Linked DNA regions of Mus musculus: all the other regions are linked to region 1. A link is a contact called in public Micro-C and promoter capture Hi-C data. All regions are on one chromosome and are shown on one strand. The core of a region is the stretch at or near the end of the contact, and the rest is flanking DNA. Distances in the headings are between cores, read along the strand shown.

Region 1 (5,050 bases), core at 1,533-4,032:
ACTGATTTTAAAATAACATTTCAAAATAACATATTTGTCATGCTTTGCTTTCAAGCTTTTTTAAACCATGTATTCTGTCTGCACAGAACCTCTGTCAGCACTTGTCCCTAATGCTGGAGGAATGTCCAGTTCTTACCCAGTTATAACAGCATGAGGTCAAATAGATACACACAAGAATCTAAACAATTCCAGTACCCAGCTCATCCCTACACCCAATGTTCACTTTACATAAGCACATCGCAGGTCTTGTGCCAAGTGTCCTGGAGATTCAAGTTTCTACCCTTCAGACTTCTTCCTCTGGTTTCTGCTTTGTTGAGACAAGCAGGAAGTATGCCAACAATGACCTGTAAGGTCCTTTCCAATTCTATATTCCAGTATTATCAAAAATTCTTCTCCAACTTTTCATTGGCTGACCCTTACCTCACCAATACTCTTAAGACCAAAGTGACTCATGCTTCTTGTCTTCCTCCACATACAGTCTATCAGTTGTTTACAATATTTTTTTTCTGAGATTGGGATCTTACTCCCTGGCCCAATTTTTATATATATATGTATATATATATGTGTGTGTGTGTGTGTGTGTGTGTGTGTATGTATATATATGTATATATGTATGTATGTATATTGACTTTAAAATAATTTTTCAAAAAGCTATAATTTCACATCATTTATGTGAAAGACTCACATTAAGTAAATAAATTTAAAAAGTAGATTAACGCTTCATGGAGAACAGTAGGGGTGAGGCAAAAAATTAGGAGAAGAGAAGGGTTGAGAAGAGGGTGTTCACAATAATATATGGGGATGATCACATAGGAAATACAACCAACTGCACTGGTCATCGCTGGTGGAGAGTCCCTTTCTTACAGTCACAAGGCATTGGATTAAAACTTCAGCAGAGCTTACTTAACAAGGTAAAACCAAAATACCACTGGGTTAAAATGGGTGAACTTTACAGTATGTTAACTCCACAAAGCTGTTTTTAAAAAGAGTAGGGGAAAAAAGTTAATAGTTAATTAAGAATAGGTTCTGCAAATTGTCCTTTCATGGTTTATATAAGATCTAATTGTAATAAAAATTCTTATTCAGAAATATAATTTAGCTTTTCCAGAACACAAATACATGCAAATTTAATCCTCTGTTCCTAGTAAACTCTAGATAACTTTGCCAGTTATAATTTTGAAAACAATGAAAAACATTTTAGAAAGCCAAATGCTGTAGCAGCAATACCACAAGAACAAATTATATGAGTGTCAACAACAACACACGGATAGTGTGTACAGTTTTACTGTGAACAGACTGGTACTTATAGTAACAGTTCTAAGGTTGCCAGAACACAGTTTAAAACTAGCCAAAAGACAATACAAAAGTTAGCATCTAACATCCTAAACTACAACTATCAAGTACAAAGTGACCAATTTTACCTAATGATAATTAGTGTAGAGCACCAATACCCACTTCTAGGAAACCCAACTCACTGTACTACATACAGTCAGACATATCCTATCATTACATCTGTTCCAGCCAAACTGCTAGGGAGTCAAATAGTTTTCCAATTAGAGCTCCCATTTATAAAACTCAATGCCCATCAAGACCTGCAGCATAAGTTATCACCTTCTTCTCCATATACCACAAACAGCGTATCATAATATCCCCTGCCCGCTGAACATGTATTAAGACTGACCTGAGTTTGAGAACCCGAAATTAAATCAATTAGAAAACAGAAGTAGCCCAATTTAATTCTTCGAAAGTAAAAGACGTCTCTATAAGGACCAAAAACCAAACTTGGTTAAAAAGGTATTTTAAGAAACACTTTGTAACTCTAATAGGCCAAAATTCTTTAAAAAAAAAAAAAAAAAAGTCACCCTAAGCCATACACGGACAGGCCAAGTAGCTAATTATAATGGTCAGGCAAAAGTTCCCAGACAACCCACAGGGAACAGGGAAGGCCTGTCTTTGTATCCCTGCAGACAGCAGTTAGCAAAACTGAAAGAAATAAAATAATTTAAACTACAATGCAAAACTGCACAATGCCGAGTTCTTCTTTGGTTTAGTATTCTCGGGCGGGGGGGTGGGGGGGCGGTGTTTTTATTCTAGAAGGCTCCAAGAGGGGTTCAGGCCTGGCTGAAAGGAGACAGGGAAAGTTTGGGCTCCGCGTCTACAAGGACTGATGGAAGTTGCTGGTCCCGGATTCCGGAGAGGGGCGAGGGGACTGGGGCGGCACCTGCGGACGCCGGCCGGGGCTGGGGCACAGCTGCCGGCCCGGATCCTGGGAGTGCCGAGAAGGAAGTGGTGGTGGCGGGGAGGATGAAGCTTCGGCTCGGTCACCGGCTCCGAAACTCTGTCAGCTCCAAGCCCCGAGGAGACGGAGGGGGTGGGGTCCCGCCGCCCCGCCGGTCACCGGGTCGGGGGAGGGTGGCCGCGAAGCGCGGGCCCGGCACCTACCTGCGGTCCCGGGCGGCAGCCCCAGACGAGGCCTAGTGCACCGCCGCCTCCATCCCTCCACGTCGCGCCGAGACTGCTGCTCCGCGGCCGCCGCCGCCCTGCGCGCCGGGTCCGAGCCCGGTTCCCGCCTCCGCCCCGCGCCTGCTGGCCGGCGGGCCCGGGAGCACAGGGCCGCCCTCTCGAGCCCAGCGCCGCTCGGGGGCAGAGCGGCCGCGGCGGGCCCCTCACGTCTCGCCCGGGTGTCCTGTCAGCCAGCAGTCTCCCCCGGGTCCGCAGCGCCGCCTCCGCCGCTGCTGCCGCCGCCTCTCCCACATCCCCGGCCTCCAGGGGAGCCGCCGCCGCGCCGCGACCACCGCCCCCGGCGCCTCAGCTCCCCACGCCGCCGCCCGCCTCACGCCACCGGCCCGGCGCGGCTGGGTCCGCGGAGAGCGTGCAGCAGGCCGCCGCCGCCGCCAGGCCGCCGCAGCCCCCAGCCCACAATCCACCGCGGCGTCGCCGGGGCGGGAGGGCCGCGGCCAGACCGGGAGTCGCCGCGCAGCTCCGACAGGGCCTGGCGCGGCCGCCGCAGAGCTAGCGACCCCAGAGCGGGGACGACCCCGCGTGGCTGCCCCGTGCCTCCCCCTGTCGTCCTCGTAAAGGCAGGAGTCGTCTCGGATCTGCGCTCCAGCTCGCACGGTTCCCCCCCCCCGCCCAGGTTGTCCAAAGAAGCCGAGCGTTGCCTTCCGCCTTCCCTGGCGAGCGGGCGGGAGCGGACCCCTCGCCCCCCAGACCAACTGACTCCCGGCCGCTTACACCCACTAAAGCCCTAGCTTCCGCCTGCCCTGACTCCCTCAGCCCCTCATAGTAAACAAACATGGCTCCGTCTCCAAAATTAATGCCTTTCAAAGGTGAAAGGTCAACTCCAGATACCCCACTGGCCTCCAGCACTTAAGGCCTTTTGAGGCTACCCTGTCCCCCCAGTTCCTGGCTTCCAATCACCTGTCACATTTCTCAGGCGCATAAGTCAGTTGTCCCTGCCCTTTAAAAATCTGAAAAACTTGGGTGTGTGTGCTTATTATTAAAATCTATTTGTGATTCCTAACAGCATTTCCAATTAGGCTGAGTTCAGAGAGAATTGTGATCTTACTAGTAAAATTACCATCTGCAAGATAGGGTGTCTTAGACTACAATATGTTTATAAGTCTCCAATCACCTTTGGTTGATTCAGGAGTCTTGAGACTCAGAGCCACCAAGGTCTGGAAAAATAAGAAAAAAAGTCTTAATTACTTGAGGGTCTTTCTTAACTTTATGAAGATTTTATTCCATTTTGGAACTGTTTAGCCTACAAATAAGTTTCATGCATTTCAAAAGTCTGTTTTACAAAGCAAAAGTGAAAATGTAACTCAGTAGTTAACTGGAAAAAGAAACTGATGCAAGTCTTGGTCTTAGTAAGTCATTGAAAATTGCTAACAGCTTTTGTTAATTTACTCACCAAAAAGGTATGGTTGGTCAGGCAGTGGTGGCGCATGCCTTTAATCCTAGCACTTGGGAGGCAGAGGCAGGCAGATTTCTGAGTTTTGAGGCCAGCCTGGCCAGCCTGGTCTACAGAGTTCCAGGGCAGCCAGGGCTACACAGAGAAGCCCTGTCTAAAAAAAAAAAAAAAAAAAAAAAACAAGAAAAAAAAAAAAAGGTATGGTTGAAGGACAGAAAGGACACAGAGAAAGGAAAACACAAAAGATTAGCCAAAAGAAAAGTCCTGCGCTATATTTTTCTGAATTCAACTCTTTACAATGGAGCCAGGCACAATGGAGCAGTCCTGTAATCCCAGCATTTTGGAGTAGAGACTTGAGGATCAGGAGTTCAAAGCCACCCTCAGAGTCCACATGGGACACTCAAGGCCTGCCTGGGTAATGTGAGACTATCTCAAAAAGAAAAGAGGAAAAAAAAAAAAAAAACTCTACAATAAAGAGGGTAAGAATACATCCAACAAATAATAAATACATGTTCTAGTTTGCTTCTCCATTGCTGTGGTAAAACACCAAGACCAAAAACAACTTGAAGAGAAAAGGGTTTATTTCTTCTCTCAACTCCGAGGTCATAGTGTCACTGAGGGAAGTCAGAGCAAAGAGTCAACCGGAAACAGAGACCTGAGAACACTATTGCTGCCTGGCTTCTATCCCAGAGCTTGCTCTGCTTGCTTTTTTATCCCACTCAGGACCATTTGCACCACCATAGTTAGCCCAGCTCTCGCACATCAGTCATTAAGGGAGGAAATGTCTCACAGACTTGCCTTTAGGCCACAAGGTGAAGGCAATCCCTCAGTCAGGCGTCCTTCTTCCCAGATGACTCTTGCTTATGTCAAGTTAGAAAAAACTAACAAGTTTTCTAATTATAAAAAAGATTTTTAATCCTTTTGGAGGGGGTTGTTGAGGCAGTGTATAGCCTGTCTGTCCTGAATCTTACTCTGTAGCCCAGGCTAGCTTCAAACCTGGAGATTCACCTGCCTCTGCCTCCCAAGTGCAACCACCACCTGGCTTTAAAGTCCTCTTAAATCTTTGATTTCTTGTAAAAACAAGAAAAGTTTACACAGAAACATCATTGAGGTAATCTTAATGTGCACTGTGTAAAA
Region 2 (5,050 bases), core at 1,320-3,819, 1.7 Mb before region 1:
GCAAAGAGGCCAGTATATAATAAACCTCTGCCTGGCCTGGAGCTCCCTATGTAGCCCAGCCTGTCTTCAAATTTACAACTGCCTATTTCTACCTCCTGAAGGATGGGATAAAGACATGTGCCACCATACCTGGATTAATAAGGTTTTTTTCAAGATTTATTTATTATTATACATAAGTACACTGTAGCTGACTTCAGACGCACCAGAAGAGGGCGTCAGATCTCATTACCGGTGGTTGTGAGCCACCATGTGGTTGCTGGGATTTGAACTCAGGACCTTTGGAAGGGCAGTCAGTGCTCTTACCTGCTGAGCCATCTTGTTAGCCCCGATCAATAAGGTTTATATCGACATTTTAGACCTAATTAAAACAATTTTTAAAAATAGCCACTGTTTGTGTACTCAAGTCCTCAACACAGTATGAGTTATATATGAAATGAATCTCTGGTCTTTCATATGGATATTTAAAAATTAAAGCAAATTCACTGGAGCTGGAGATGTTGCTTAGTGGTAGAACACCTGCCTAGAACACACATAGCCTTGTGTCTAATCCTCTCAAAACACAACTAAAGTAAAAACTTAAGGGTTCTTTGGAAAGTCAGCTGGGTGGTGCTTTGCTGGAACAAACATGTGAAGGAATGTTTAGCTGAAGCAGACACAGGAGAGGGGATGTTTTACATAAACAAACACATGAAAAGACACACGATAAAAGATTATTTACTAACAATACACATACATTGGTCTGCCTTATATTATATAGTTGAGCTACATTTGTCGGAATGCCATAGAGAGAAAGGTACCAAAAAACTTTTAGTGGTGTACTATAGTTTGTGAGCTGATTGGGTGTGTGTGCTGAGGCAAGAGCTGTGCTCTAGGTGAGACACATGGAGGACACGTGATGTTTGGAGGGCATAAACAGGACTCCAGAGACAGAGCCTGACTTGCTGATGCAGCTAGCTATACAGAACAACCTCTCCCCAAACCTCAAATCCACATCTTTTATGGAGCCACAGTTCCAAACACATCTCCTTAAAAAAAGATGGAGGCATTTGGCTGCCTTGCATGCCTCCTCACCAGTGACATAGCTGTGCTTAAACACACTGCAGTTCATAGTCTATTATACCATTTTCCTTTATTTTAATTTTTTTTTTTTTTTTTTTTGGTTTTTCAAGACAAGGTTTCTCTGTGTAATCCAGGCTGGCCTCACACTCAGAGAATGCCTCTGCCTCCCAAGTTCAGGGATTAAAACCCAGTATGCTATTTTTATTTATTTATTTTGGTCTTTTTGAGACAGGGTTTCTCTGTATAGCCCTGGCTGTCCTGGAACTCACCTTGTAGACCAGGCTGGCCTCGAACTCAGAAAACTGCCTGCCTCTGCCTCCTGAGTGCAGGGATTAAAGGTGTGTGCCACTATGCCCGGGTTTTTATTTTAAATTACAATTAGCTTATACTAATTTTTCCAATTGGGAGCTAATTTACATATTGCAAAACTGTCTTTTAGTGTATACAATTCACTGTGCTTTGGTAAAGGACAAAGCCGTGTAGTTATCACCAGTGGCTGCTCATAGGCATTTTCATCATCTGAAAACAGACTTTGTACCCATTATGTCATTTCCTATTCTTCCCTCCTTCAGTCCTTGACAACTGGATTTTTGTATGGATTTGCTTAATTTAGCAGTAAATAAGATTGTCCAGTTGTCTTTCATGTCTGGCTTCATTCGTTTCACGCATTTTTTTTCTTTTTTTCTTTTTAATTATGTAGGCCTGTCTGTGCACATGAGTACATTGCTGGTGGAAGCTTTCAATTTCTGAGGTTGGAGTTACAGGAGGTTGTAAGTCGCCTAAAGCGAGTGCTGGAAACTGAACTTTGGTCCGCTACAGGAATAGTATACATTCTTAACCATTGAATCTGTCCAGCCCTCATTTAGCACATTTTAAAGGTTCACCTATATTATAGTATCATGCTACACGCTTATTATAGCTGAATATAAGTAAGGGTTTTTTTTTGGGTAATTATGTAGATAAGTATTTACTAATGCGATTCCACTTTAAGAATGAAAATAAGGCTTTGAAAAATAGTGGTTATAGAAATGGAGACCAGACTACTGATAATGGCTAGAAAGACAACGTACGGGTATACACAAAGGAATTAATGCAAGCAAAGAGATCATGTCCTCATGAAGTAGCTACATTTGGGGGGCGTGGGGAAAAGATTATAGAGCTTAGAACTGAGTAGTAGGCACTGCTCATTTAATTGCAAGCTGTAGAATGAGATACAGCCATCGAAGAATTAAGGTGGCATTCTTACGGAGTTACAGTTAGGTATCTCCAGCCAGCGATCGTTCCTTTGAGTGCGCATTTGCACATCGGAGTGAAGAAGGAAACAACAAAAACACAGTGACTCTAAAGGAAACTGAGTGGATTTGGCTGTGGTGGAAGTAGTGGATGTGTGTGGCAGAGCAAACGAGAGAACTGTTTATATCGACTAGTGGAGGAACCCGGCATCGCGTTCCGTGGCTGCCTTTGCCAGCTTTTATGGCCCTTCTCGGCCCCCGTAGCGGACCGGAGCTCAGCCGCTGGGCGGCAGGCCCTCCTTAGCCATGGCGGGCGATCTGGAGGGTGGCAAGTCCCTGAGCGGGCTGCTGAGCGGCCTAGCGCAGAACGCCTTTCACGGACACTCGGGTGTCACGGAGGAGCTGCTGCACAGCCAACTCTATCCGGAAGTGCCACCGGAGGAGTTCCGCCCCTTCCTGGCGAAGATGAGAGGACTTCTCAAGGTACGGTGGTTCCGCCGAGCAGCCCTGCCCTCCTCGCAGCCTCAGGCCCGCCCCCAGCCTCGGGTGCTGCTGTCTTTGGGCGCTCAGCGACCCTCCTGAGCCGTGGAGGTCGCTCTGTTGCGCCCTTGTTTTAGGGACACATAACGGTGAAAACATTGATTTTTTTTTCTCTCCCTCAAGACTTTCTGTGTCTGTAGTATAGATAAGTTTCGAGTTTTTTTCGCCTCGGACTTTGATGTTGCACCGGGCGTTGTAGTGCACTCCTTTAATCTGTGCACTTGGAGAGGCAGAGGCTGGCAGAGAGTTGTGTGAGTTCGAGGCCAGCCTGTTGCACAGAGTTCCAGGGCAGTCAGGGCAATGTGGTGAGACCCTTGTTTAAAGAGAGCGAGAGCGTGCTTGCCAGCTTTCCTGGGTTGTGGAAGTTGGGGAGCGTTAGCATGAGGTGGTTGGTGAGATAAAGGATTGATTAACTGGAGTAAACACCATTAAAGCAGTCGACTCTATGATTTCCAAATGGAACGAAGTATACATCAGACTGTCTCATGAAAACTATTAGAGGGCAACATAACAGGTGAAATTAACTAAAAAGATTTATTTTTATTTTATGTGTATGGGTGCGGTGCCTGCATGTGCACTGGTGGTTGGAACGGTTATAGGCCACCACATGGGTGCTGGAAACCCGGGTCTTCCTCAAGAGCATTATTAGGGCTCTTCTAAGCAGTCTCTCCAGTCCCCCATTCCACCTGGGGTTTGAGATAGGATCTCTTGTAGCCCAGACTAGCCTTGAACTCACGTGTAGTTGATCCACCTTCCACTTCCCAAGTGTTAGAATTTCAAGCAGCTACCACCATCTCCTGCTGTGACCTCTGTGTGTGTGGGTGGCATGGGGTGGGGTACCTTGCACTATCTCACTCTGTGTGGGGGGTGGCGTGTGGGGGGATACCTTGCACTATCACTCTCTACCTATCTTTCCAGACAGAGTCTCTCTCTCACTGTACCTGGAATCCAGTCTCACTGACTGGCTAGAGCAGCCAAGAACTCAAGAGATCTGCTTGTATTTGCTCTCCCAGAGCTTGGGTTACAGAAATAGGGGACCATGCCCAGCCTTTTCATGGGTGCTGGAGAATCAGAACCAGGCCCTAATTGAGCTATCTGCCCAGCTGGCAGCTGGTTCCTGTGACTTTTTTTTTTTTTTCCCCTTGGGTAAGCTGTTATAACTAAAGTGTATTCAAGGTATCTATCATTTATGTAATTACTATTCAATGTATTGTTTTCACAAAGTCTTTATTTTCTGTGTATTGAAGTTTTGCCTGCATGTGTATCTCTGAATGTGTTGGAACTTCTGATGCTGGCGTTACAGACAGTGGTGATCTGTCATGGGGATGCTGGGAATTGAATCTGAATTCTCTGAAAGAATGGCCAGTACACTTAACTGCTGAGCCATCTCTCCAGCTCCTTCACAAAGTCTTTAAAATATGATGTGCATTTTACATTTAAAACATTTTAGTTGCAACTAGCCACATTCGAAATGGTTAAAGTGGCCATATGTGGCTAATGACCACTGTATTAATTCTGATTACAAGCCATGTGGCAGCTTACTCTAGTCTGTCACTCCAGTTCTAGATCTAGCACCTTCTGGTCTTCATGGCCTCAGCTACTCATACAGTGCACTTATATATATGCAGGCAGGCCACTCATACACATAAAATAAAAATCAATACACCTTTAAAAGGTGAAGTGGATGGTGAGGGAGGCAACTCCCTAGGAAAACGCTTGCCGTGAGAGTAGGAAGCCCTGAGTTGGATCCCGGTTCTCAGATAAATGACAGGCATGTTTGGAACCCGGCATTTGTGAGGTGGAAAAAGGCAGATGTTTAGACTTCACTGGCCAGTCGGCCAGCCTAGCCAATTAGTGAGCTCTGGGTTCCGTGAGACCTTGTGCTAGAATTTAAAAATAGGGTTGCGGGCCAGCGAGAGCTTAGCAGGTGAAGCCACTTGCTGTTAAGCTTGACAATCGAAGTCCCTGGAACCCACATGGGAGAAAGAGAGAATTAACTGTGGCAACTTATCCCCTGGCCTACACAATCACTTTTTTTTTTTTTTTTTAAAGAAAAAGCTGGAGAGTGGTAAAGCAGGATGCCTGAATTCAACTTCTTGCCCCCACAGCACATGTACCCATTTACATGTAAGTGGGAGTACCACTGAGGACGCTTGCTGTTGATCTCTTACATCCAAGCGCACACAGATGAGGCGGCAAATTTAATGTGTCTACTTTTT
Region 3 (5,050 bases), core at 749-3,248, 1.1 Mb after region 1:
TAGAGAAACCAAAAAAAAAAAAAAGAAAGAAAGAAAAAATTAGAAAGAGGTAAAGACGAAGCAGGAATAGGGTCGTCATGGTTACTGTCTGCTACGTTCTTCTAACTGCCATGAGCACCAGGCACATGAGGTGCACGTGTGTACATGCAGGCAAAACACTCACACACAAAATAGAAAAAAAATGAATCTAAAATTTTTTAAGAGTAAATAATTTTAAAAATTTTTAGAGAGAAAGAGACTGACAGAGTTTTTAAGTATGAATTATTTAGCCATACATGAAGGTGCTCATCTGTAAGGCCAGACCCTTGAGGTAGCAGGAGATTGAACAGTTCATGGTCTTTTCTGCCTACATACCAAGTTTGAGGCCAGCTGGGGCTACATGACAGCATCTTTAAAAAAAAAAAAAAAAAAAAAAGGCAAATGTATGGCAGAAAAGCATTCCAAGAAGAAGTAACGTGATACAGAGTCCCAAGAAAACAGGAACAGGTTCGCTTATTCCAGAAATCTAGGGAGGCCAGAGTGAATGGAGTAGAGAGCCAGGCCGGAAAGGAACAGGTTGGGGGAGGGGAAGAGGCGGCTGTAGAAAGGCTTCAGCTTCTTTCCTCTTTCTTTTTTTTTTTTTTTCGGTTTTTTGAGACAGGGTTTCTCTGTGTAGCCCTGTCTGTCCTGGAACTCACTCTGTAGACCAGGCTGGCCTTGAACTCAGAAATCTGCCTGCCTCTGCCTCCTGATTGCCGGGATTAAAGGCGTGCGCCACCACCGTCCGGCTTCAGCTTCTTTCTGCTTTCCCTCCTTACTTGAGGGTCTTGTTTAGGGAGAGAAAAGGAATTTATTTTACGTTTTTAGAATCTCTCTTGCTTCTTTACTGAAAGCAGACAGGGACAGCGCAGAAACGAAGCACAGGGAGGCTGTGAGGACAGATCACTGCCACACTCCGAGAGAGGAGCCAAGAAAACACTCAGCCAAAATGGAAGCTTTACTGGGTAATCAGTAGCTGGGGGAAGGAGAAGTTTAAGGACATGGTCAGTGGTAAGAGCTGGGAGGAGCCATGGGTACTTAGGTATGCTAATAGACACCACAGCTAGCCTTTAACCTGGTTTCCTTGGGACTTAAAAATAAAAATAGGAGCAAGATCTGGCAGCATAGCCTCTAAGCTATGTCAGGAAACTGAGGCACAAGAATTGTAAATTCAAAGTCTGTCTGAGGTACAGAGTGAGTTCAACAAGAGCCTAGATAATTTAGTCAGACCCTGTAGCTCCAAGTGGAGCAATGGCCTTAAACAATTAAAATAAGTAAATATTACCCAATATACTCAAAACTCCAAAACCATGTCTCCTGTCCCTTGGCCCATTTTCTTTTAATTATTTATTCATTTTTCATAAGTATTTGTTTTTATTTTATGCACATGAGTATATGAGTATTTTTGCCTGCATGTATGAACATGGCTGGCATCCACTAAAGCCAGAAGATCTCTTGGGACTTGAGTTTCAGATAGTTGTGAGCCACTAAGTATGCATGCTGGGACCAAGCCTAGATCCTCTGTAAGAGCAGCCAGAAAAAAAAAAAAAAATGCTGGGCAGTGGTGGCACAGACTTTTAGTCAAAGCATTTGGGAGGCAGAAGCAGGAGGATTTCTGAGTTCAAGGTCAGAGTGAGTTCCAGAATAGCTAGGACTACACGCAGAAACTCTGTCTTGGAAAAACCCAACCAACCAATCAACCAACCAACCAGACAAACAAACAAAGAGTAGCTGTAAGGGTCCATGATTCGCTGAAGAATGATACCCTAGACTCAAATTGTATGTAAACAGAAAGAGTGTTCTATTCTGCAAGAGTCCAGCATGCTGGGATCTCCCCATTACCAAGATAGACAACCAAAGGAGCTTAAAGGCTAGATTTAAAGCACACTAAAGATTCCGGGGTAGGCGACCTCTATCTTTCTTTATCTCTGAGAGCATTCCATTACCAGAGCAAGGAGTTGCTGGGTAGGTGGCCTTTATCTTAAGTCTTCTTTACAGACATTCCTTGGCCCTGGGGGCTAGAGTCTGTGGTAGGTCTGGAAACCTGCTGATCCATTGTCCTTGCTTCTGGCTAGGTGGCTGGCCACTTTCTAGTTTCTGACCAGCTTGACTGAAGCCTGGTTTTTTGTTTTTGTTTTTTAGCTGACTTGCCTGGACTTGCCCAGTTTTCTTTAGGCCTAGTCTTGTAGACTGGCAATTTGAAACCTGTCATGGAGTCAGCTTAGCCTTCTCATAGCAAACATTCTTAGCCATTATGGAGTTCAAGAACACTGGGAAAAGACCCCTACACTCAATTTAAAGATCATTAGCTAAATTTATTATAGCTACTAACAGGGCCACAGTCTCTAAACTGAATCAGAGACCAGTCACCCAGAGGTGGATAAAGGGAAGGGCTTTTTTTTAAAAAAAATATTTATTTATTTATATGTATATATACACTGTTGCTGTCTTCAGACACACCAGAAGAGGACATCAGATCCTATTACAGATAGCTATGAGCCACCATATGGTTGCTGGGAATTGAACTCAGGACCTCTGGAAAAGCAGTCAGTGTTCTTATCCTCTGAGCCATCTCTCCAGCTCTGAAGAGAAGAGCTTTTAAAGGCAAAAACCAAAAGAGCTGTTCTGCTCTGCCAAGATTAGATGGTCAAGGCAACCTCAAAATAGTCCTTGAATGTCTGCACAAGCGGGTTACAGAAGTCAGAATCAGCAGTTAGTCATTGCATAACAAGCAGATGCTCATAGCTGTACATTCTGGGGTGGGGAATCAAGGAGTCAGGGTTGCCAGAAACTTGAAGTCAGAGATAAAAGACTATTAGGTACTAAGATGGTTGCCTAGCACAAAATGAAGTTTCTTTCGCCATCACGCTAATCACCGAGCCATCTACAGTTCTCTTCTTTTTGTTTTTATTTTATTATTTCTGTTGGTATGTGTGTGGTGTGCATGTGACACAGTGTGGATGTGTGACTATCACAGAGGTCAGAGAACAGCTTTCAGGAATCTTGAGTTCCAAGGATCAAATATTTAGGCCACCAAACCTGGGTGGCAATCAATTTGCCCATTGAAGCATCTAAATGGGCCTTGAGAGTCATCATTCTTGAATACTCCAAAATTCCTGAATGGAATCTAAAGTGGCAAGACTAAATGACAAACAAGTGTTCAGTGGAGTGGGCATGGGCACGATGTTATTGTGTGCTATGTAAAGATTATCCTTGTGTTATTCAAATGCTGATTTCTCTGTCCCCTATATGTGTTTGCAGTCTTCATATGGCGCTGTAATGCTTATTCCAAGTATCTCCTTGTCTTAGTTAGGGTTTTACTGCTGTGAACAGACATCATGACCAAGGCAACTTTTTTTGTTTTGTGTTTTGTTTTGTTTTTTGAGTTTTTGTTTTTGGTTTTTGGTTTTTTGAGACAGTTTCTCTGTGTAGCCCTGGCTGTCCTGGAACTCACTCTGTTGACCAGGCTGACCTCAAACTCAGAAATCTGCCTGCCTCTGCCTCCCGAGTGCTAGGATTAAAGTTGTGCGCCACTTCTGCCCAGCAACCAAGGCAACTCTTATAAGGACAACATTAAATCTGGGCTGGCTTACAGGTTTAGAGGTTCAGTCTATTATCATCAAAGTGTGTACATGGCAGTATCCAGGCAGGCATGGTACAGGAGGAGCTGAGATTTCTACATCTCCATCTGAAGGCTGCTAGCAGACTACTGGCTTCCAGGAAGCTAAGATAATGGTCTAAAAGCTCACACCCACAGTGTCATACCCACTCCAAAAAGGCCACACCTACTCAAACAGGGCCACATCTTCTAATAGTGCCACTCCCTGGGCCACTCCTGTTTCATGTTTGTGTAAACATCATTCCACATTTTCTCTCCAACTTGTAAATAAAAGCTGATCATCCAATGGCTAGGCAGCGGAGAGAATAGGACAGAACTTCTGCTTCCCAGAGGAGAGGAGAGAGGGGGAAGAAAAGAAGGATTGGTTATGAGGAAACTGACAGAGAGATATCATGAAAAATACCTGAAGCCAAGAGAGGCAGACCAATGCTATAATGCAAGTATCTTAGGGATTTTAGCTGGGAGGTAGCTAGTCAGTTTAGAGGATTAGAATAGATCAATGACTACCGAGGCATTGTGTGGTAAAGCTTGATAAAATAAATCTAGTAGTCTCAGTCTTATTTGTTTGTAAGCTAGCCGGGGATAAAGAAAAATAGCCACTTATAAAAATGCGCTGGTGAGATGGCTCAGCAGTTAAGAGCACTGGCTACTTTTCTAAAGGTCCTGAGTTCAATTCCCAGCAACTAACATGGTGGCTCCCAACCATCTGTAATTGGATCTAATGCCCTCTTCTGGTGTGTCTGAAGACAGTGACGGTGTATTCATATATACATAAAATAAATAAATACATCTTTTTTAAAAATGCTATTACAGGTGGGCCAGACCAAGAAAACAGGTTTAGTAATGTCAATCTGATGAACCAACAGATACAAGATATTTATTCAAACTGTCCCTCCAACTTAAAACTTTCCCCTTCATACTTACTGGATTAGTTTTTTCTTTGTTCTTGAGGCTATGTTAGAAAGGCTAGAACAGTAGCTTAGCAGAGAATGCTTGCCTAGAATGTTCAAGGGCTGGATTTAAACTCTGGATCACAAGGGAAGGGAAGGAAGGGAAGGGAAGGGAAGGGAAGGGAAGGGAAGGGAAGGGAAGGGAAGGGAAGGGAAGGGAAGGGAAGGGAAGGAAAGGGAAAAGAAGATAAGAGAAGATGGGTAATTTATGAAAGAAGCCTACCTCCTTTGATTGCTCTGTTGCTGTTGTTGTTGCTGCTGCTGTTGCTGTTTGTTTGTTTGTTTGTTCATTTCTGAGACAAGATCTCACTGTGTAGCCCTGACTGGCCCAGAACTGTCCATGTTGACCAGGCTGGCCTTGAACTCAGAGATACTCCTGATTCTGCCCCCAAGTGCTGGGATTGAAGGAATGTGCCACTGTGGTAGTTTGAATAAAAATGACCCTATAGACTAGTAGGGACCA

Evidence for each region. Promoter capture Hi-C pulls out the DNA fragments that hold promoters and counts their contacts. Hi-C and Micro-C count contacts between places; a contact is called where the count stands out from the background.
Region 2: a promoter capture Hi-C map of liver shows a contact between it and region 1, with 5 times the contacts expected there. The contact joins the promoter of Commd1 here to the promoter of Vps54 in region 1. A contact is called at or near these places in 6 of 39 promoter capture datasets (the 3T3-L1 cell line, the HPC-7 cell line, hippocampal neurons and 2 more) and 1 of 484 Hi-C or Micro-C datasets (B cells).
Region 3: a contact with region 1 is called in a Micro-C map of embryonic stem cells, with 4 times the contacts expected there. The contact joins the enhancer-like site here to the promoter of Vps54 in region 1. A contact is called at or near these places in 1 of 484 Hi-C or Micro-C datasets (embryonic stem cells), 1 of 115 datasets of contacts at active chromatin or transcription factors (large pre-B cells) and 2 of 9 other capture datasets (embryonic stem cells and pancreatic islet).

Annotation. Positions count from the first base shown.
Region 1 is chr11:21,236,764-21,241,813 of GRCm38.p6, reverse strand. It overlaps Vps54 (VPS54 GARP complex subunit), which reads right to left and starts at 2,782. Exons shown (of 23, transcript NM_139061.5): 1 at 2,443-2,782.
Region 2 is chr11:22,979,803-22,984,852 of GRCm38.p6, reverse strand. Commd1 (COMM domain containing 1) reads left to right here and starts at 2,569. Exons shown (of 3, transcript NM_144514.2): 1 at 2,569-2,774. The coding sequence starts at 2,598.
Region 3 is chr11:20,162,164-20,167,213 of GRCm38.p6, reverse strand. All of the region lies in intron 3 of Gm12031 (a long non-coding RNA gene), which reads left to right. Among named protein-coding and RNA genes, the nearest start is that of Gm12031, 28 kb to the left of the region's middle. Within about 2 kb of position 1,998, at least 40 of the 459 cell types and tissues checked have an H3K27ac peak or open chromatin away from gene starts, as enhancers often do. A contact at or near this core is called in embryonic stem cells, where this site is marked.